Linked DNA regions of Sus scrofa: region 2 is linked to region 1. The links are chromatin contacts, called in public Hi-C maps. All regions are on one chromosome and are shown on one strand. Each heading gives the region's core, a stretch centred on a gene start, on an enhancer-like site or on the middle of the called end of the contact. The rest is flanking DNA. Distances are from core to core; before and after follow the strand shown.

The links. Hi-C and Micro-C count contacts between places; a contact is called where the count stands out from the background.
Region 2: a contact with region 1 is called in a Hi-C map of embryonic fibroblasts, with 1.8 times the contacts expected there. The contact joins two enhancer-like sites. A contact is called at or near these places in 2 of 47 Hi-C or Micro-C datasets (embryonic fibroblasts and fibroblasts) and 1 of 2 datasets of contacts at active chromatin or transcription factors (alveolar macrophages).

What each region holds. Positions count from the first base shown.
Region 1 is chr7:40,219,828-40,222,750 of Sscrofa11.1, forward strand. It overlaps RUNX2 (runt-related transcription factor 2), which reads left to right. Exons shown (of 8, transcript XM_005666074.3): 5 at 2,801-2,905. Among named protein-coding and RNA genes, the nearest start is that of SUPT3H, 60 kb to the left of the region's middle. Within about 2 kb of position 1,299, at least 18 of the 83 cell types and tissues checked have an H3K27ac peak or open chromatin away from gene starts, as enhancers often do. A contact at or near this core is called in alveolar macrophages and embryonic fibroblasts, where this site is marked.
Region 2 is chr7:40,356,515-40,359,454 of Sscrofa11.1, forward strand. No RefSeq gene overlaps it. Among named protein-coding and RNA genes, the nearest start is that of SUPT3H, 200 kb to the left of the region's middle. Within about 2 kb of position 1,442, at least 34 of the 83 cell types and tissues checked have an H3K27ac peak or open chromatin away from gene starts, as enhancers often do. A contact at or near this core is called in alveolar macrophages and embryonic fibroblasts, where this site is marked.

The DNA.
Region 1 (2,923 bases), core at 49-2,548:
ATTGATTCAATCTCAAATGGCATCTTTTTATGCAGTAATGCAAATTAACTTTCTTTTCTTTTTTGGGCCGCATGTGTGACCTATGGAAGCTCCCAGGCTAGGGGTCAAGTCAGAGCTACACCACAGCTCACGGCCACACCGGATCTGTCACCCACTGAGCGGGGCCGGAAATCGAACCTTTGTCCTCATGCATACTGGTCAGGTTCATTACCTCGGAGCTGCAGCGGGAACTCCCAAATTAACTTCCAATCGAGGGATTCAGCCCTTCATCCTACCCAATCTTCCCATTGTCTTAAGGCCCTAATCTGGATCTAGTGGCTTTCTATTCAGCGTTCTAATCTCCATGTCTGTAGACTTTCAGTTTTCTGTAACTGGTTTAGAGTCCTGGCGGCTTCTGGTGAGTCTTAATGTTTCTAATAAATCCTCTATTCCCTAACCAGACAATTAAATCACTGAAATCCATGTAACATTTAATATGTAGTGGATGAAATATGATATATCAGTGATACTTTAAGAATAGATGATTTCATCATTCTGGCTGACAGACGACGTTAGTAGATTTACATGTGTTTCATGGTCTGATAGAACTGTTTGGGACACATGTGGCAATACGTTACCTATTAATTTTTTAGAATGTTCTCTGACACAGTTAAAAAGAAGGGCATTAATTTTAGGGTCTGGAAGACCTGGGTTCAGGTCCTGAGTTTTAATACTTATTAGTTGTGTGGTTAAATTAGTCGTGTGGTTAAATTACTAAGACACTCTGGGCTTGGGTTTCCTCATTTGTGAAATGAGGTGATAAACCCGACTGGGTAGGAGTAAATGAGACAATGTGTGTGAAGTGACTGTCACTTAATGGGTTTCTCATCAATATTCACCCTCCCGAATTTCTCTTTTCTTTCTTTTTTCTCTTGGCCAAAGTATCGTCAAAGAGTCTTAAAAACTATACATACTGAATAACAAATGATATGTGTCTTCAACATATTTTAGGCACTTACATGGTCTGGGTTGAAAAGAAAACCCATTCACTAGACCTGACAGCCAAAGACCTGTTCTGTATTAAGCCTTGTATATAACCTGTTCCACATTAAGCTATGAAAAGATGGCATTAAACTTTGCATTGCTACATATCGTTGAAGATTTGTGTTTGGATTTTATACCCTCTGTTTTCAGTAAAGGGAAAAACAATCTCTGACAAAAAAGACAAAGCCAAACACAATGAGCTTTTTAAAGCTCTGTTGCAGGAGCCGCCTGACTGAATGCTCTGGCCTGAGATTGCCGAATGTTTTATTGAGTCACTGCTTCACGCCCACCTTTTCCTGTCTTGTAACAGTTTGCAGTTTTGACTATCTGAAGTGACTAACCGTTGCAAATCTAACTGATTACAACTGTCAGTGAGTCTGGGGAGCAGCGTCTGGTATCTTCTGGAGAAAGCAAACATTCAAATCTGCTCCCAAACTCTCCCCTGTCTCCTTCCCCCCCTCCCCCGACCCCGCTCTATTCATCACCTTTAGCTCATTAATATCAAACATCAGATGTAATATTTCAATGAAGCACCCCCTCTGCTAAAAGCAAGCCTTCATATTTACATTGGGAGATGTCATGTACAGTTAGCAAAAAATAAGTCACTGTCAGGCAATTATTTCAAGATCGCTGCTAGGCAAGGATGTGTGTTGGGGGTGGGGGCAGGGAGGAGAAAAACTTTGTTCCAGAAATGATGAAATCATCACACCACAGGCACATTAAGGCCAGGACAGGAGACACTGGCTCCTGTTAAAATGATTCCCATAAGAAGCGTCCTCTTTCATCTTCTTATTGTAGTGCAGTTAAGCAAATGAAATGCTCAAGCCCTGGGAAGTAAATAGCATCATCAACAGTGATTTACTATTGTTCTCTCACGGGGTCGTGACCTCATCCTAAATAAAGACTTCTAAAATTGTCTGCTTGGATGTGTTCCTGAGGTTGGAGAAAACTGAAAGGAACGAGAACCCTCTTCAAGCATCCAGAGCTTTTGTTTTCATTACAGCTCTTGCTACTGAGCAACTCTTTTTTTTGTTTTTTTTTTTTGGAATTGAAGCTTCCCCCCCTGCCCAGTTTGGCCAAGAAGATGCTGTTCTTAGTACTCGATGAGCTTGGTAACTTCCCCAAGTGGCTATCAGAGGGTTTCTCCTTAGACTAAGGAGTCCTGACTCCTGTCTTTTGCTACTGTTACCTCTTCAGAGATGCTTTTCTTTTCTTTCTTTCTTTTTTTTTTTTTTTGTCTTTTTGACTTTTCTAGGGCCTCTCCCGCGGCATATGGAGGTTCCCAGGCTAGGGATCCAATTGGATCTATAGCCACCGGCCTACGCCAGAGCCACAGCAACGCAGGATCCGAGCCGCCTCTGCAACCTACACCACAGCTCACGGCCACGCCGGATCCTGAACCCACTGAGCAAGGCCAGGGATCGAACCCACAACCTCATGGTTCCTAGTCGGATTCGTTAACCACTGCGCCACGACGGGAACTTCGAGGCTTTCTTTTTTTTAGTTAAATAATTTTTTTTTCTATTATGGTTGATTTATTTTGTTCTGTCAATTTCCTCTGTACAGCAAAGTGACCCCGTCACATAGACATATATACACTGCTTTTGTCACATCATCCTCAATCAGGTTCCCTCACAAGTGACTAGATATAGTTCCCTGTGCTGTACAGCAGGATCTCTTCAGAGATGCTTAAATGCAACGTGGATAACTGGACTGTTCTTTTATCACCGATACTGTCTTTTTATATTCACTGTGGATTTTCCCTTTCTATCTGCAGGCAAGAGTTTCACCTTGACGATAACTGTCTTCACAAATCCTCCGCAAGTAGCCACCTACCACAGAGCTATTAAAGTTACCGTGGATGGACCCCGAGAGCCCAGAAGTAAGTGTTTGCCTTTCT
Region 2 (2,940 bases), core at 192-2,691, 140 kb after region 1:
ACACACACCAAAAGCACACCATCATCTCCCAAGTTACAAAGAAGCAATTACTCTTCTTCCGACAGGTTATTTAGAAGGGACAGGAGACACTGGATGCTCCCTGAGAGCTCAGGGCCACGGCGAGGCTGACGTGTAAGAGGGGATTATTATTAATTTTTGTAAAGCTTTTCTTCAGAAGGGCTCTGTGATTCAGCCCGCTCTGCTGTCCGGACCTGCACAGCCACTTGGAAAGCAGAAGGATCGAGTTTCTGGAAACCCACTGAACTTGTACCAAAAACCTATTTCCATTTTGTTTTCTTCTTATCTTGTTGCAGTGGTATCTGATCACTCAGTGGGGTTTTCTGAAAAAAACTGCTTTATGTTTTAGCCTTGCAAAGGTAGCTCACATTGTGATGGCTATCTTTTTGTCCCAGATCCTTCTGTGTCACTCACAGCACTAAGGAAGGAAGAAGTCCCCCCTCCCCCTCCCTGCAGCCTCGCCCCAACCTGTCATCCTTATAGAGAAACTAAGACCCTCCAGCAAAATGCCAAAAGGCCGGGCGGGGCCGCAAGGGAAAGACAAGCAAAATTTCTTCCACACAAGCCCCTCGATAATGTTGTCTTCACAACATTAAAGGAGGCCAGAACACAAAATTGCCACTAGGTCTCATGTGGCCTTGGACTCCTTCTGCCCTGGGACAGTTCTCCCAGAGAACCCTTAGTACCAGAGTTAGCCCGGAGGTGGGCATGGAAGTCAGACAGACTCAATATAGTCAGGAGATCCAGGATATAGCGGCAGACCTAAATGGGGTGGAGGGTGGGTGTTTGAGAGCAGAGGGTACCAGGAACTCCTAAAATGCAACCGGATGAGGGATTGATGTAAATGTGCAAATGTATTATTTAAAAACTGCCAAAGGCAAACACACAAAACCACGTGACATGCATAATGGCGGGAGCCCTTAATACAGCGGTTTTATGATTTAAATCTCCTTGGACATCCTTTCCTTCCTACATTAGGTCATTCACTTTTTTTTTTTTTTTTTTTTTTAATAACTGCATCCATCTCTGACAGTGCAATGACTCTAGCCAGTTTCACTTTCTGTTTCTCTGTGAGTTTCTCTCCATTCTTCTGCCCCGAAAGGAGAGGAGTCTTTCGTGGGAATCATGACACCTTCTAACCATGCCTTAGCCCGGTTCTGTTTTTCTCTAACAGTCACTGAATACTGTAATCTTGAAAATCGTAGTAACCTTTCTCCCTTTTAGCAGTGTGCTCAGAGGGCCTTTCTGGGTGTGGATGTGGAGGCATAGAAAATCTGACTTGAGATCTGATTAGTGGTTTCCCAGATGAGAAATGCAGAGATTATGATGAAATATAATTCTCCACGACAACTTCTCGGGCACACTGTGAACTCAGATTGTGCTGGGAGGGGCTGATGGACCAGCTTTCATTCCTCATGGGCATCAGAGGGAAAGAGAAGCATCCAAGGGGAAAAAGCCAAGGGTGGAACTTTAGCAAGGAGTTAAGTGGTTAATAGGAATTCAGTTTTTTTTTTTTTTTCTTTATTGGCTAATAAAACCTCTCTGGGTTTTTTTCATATTACATGGTTCCTCGCCCAATGCTTAAAAAAAGCAAAAGACGAAAACAACAACAAAAAAAGCTGGAGCCTGAAGACCCAGGCAGCCCCAGTCTTGTTTACTTTTTCATTTCCGCAGTTGTAAAAAAAAAAAAAAAATTTCCTCTGGTAGTTCAACTTTATCACACTGCGTGAGCGGGTCAGTGTTTGAACCACGCCAGTGATTCCTGCCTCCCAGGGAAAGGAAAAAGTATGCTCTGTCTCTCTGTTTCAGACAGAGGAGACCACGATGCAAATGACAGATGCATTGGGGCAAATTTTAAAATGAAAGCCTGGGGAGTGGGGGGTGTGGGATGAGAGGTGGGGTGGGTTGGAGGGGCTCTGGAATCCTGGATGCAAATATCTCTGTGTCCTTTTTATGGCCAGTGGTGCTGTTCTCCCGACAGAGCAGGATGTTCTTGTTTTTAATAATAGCCAGACCAGATGCTGAATTCTCCTCGGCAACATGCTGGATAAGTGAGAAGGCGAACAGCTGACTCCTGTTAAGATGAACACCAGGAGAATAAGCCAGAAAGTATGAGAAGTCTCTGGAGATTTTTGCTTTGTAAACCCCCGTTTGGCAGAAAGATCACAGAATCCGAGCTGAAAACACAGTGTGTCCTGCTGCACCCGTGCCTCCTCTGAGCCGCTTGTTGGAGGCCTTTGAGCCTCCTGCCTTCTGGCCATCCAGTCCTTTTCTGAGTTACCCAGAGGACAGGCTCCAAGGTCCCCCAAGAGGGAAAGTCAGAAGCCCGGAGCCCTTTGGCTTTCATTGACTATTAAAAAAAAATACTCATCAATAGAAGGAATTTTTTTTACTTGCTCCTTGCCATAGAAAATAGTGAAATCCTGAACCCGAGCCAGTAATTTAAAAATGGCATCTTTGTTCCATTTTTTTTTTCACTCCCTTTTTCCCTCTGTCAGAGTCCATCAAATCTCTGAGTTATTATTTTGTTTTAGAATACTCCACGCATGGAAGATGCTGCTTTCTTCTTGCCCAGAGCCAAAGCAGGGCTCTGTGGGGCAGGCTGACCAGAGCAGACAGGGACAGGGCTGCACATCGCTGCGGGCTCATGCCACCCAGAAGTGGCTTCCCAGAGAGCAGGGGGGTCCAGTGCTCCCTGACAGTCTCTCCCTGGGGCTCTGCTACCACGCCTGCAGGAGTGAGAGAAGGAAGGATCTTAGGGGTAGATAGAGAAGGTCGTTGGGTTATTCCAGAAGTCTTCTCTGGAACCTTTCCTCTTCCCATTCTCCTCCTAAAACCTTGAACTTCCTTTCCCGATTGCTGCTCCCTCCCCTGCAAGGCACCAAGGATACACTAGCCACTCTTTTCTCACTAATTTCTTCC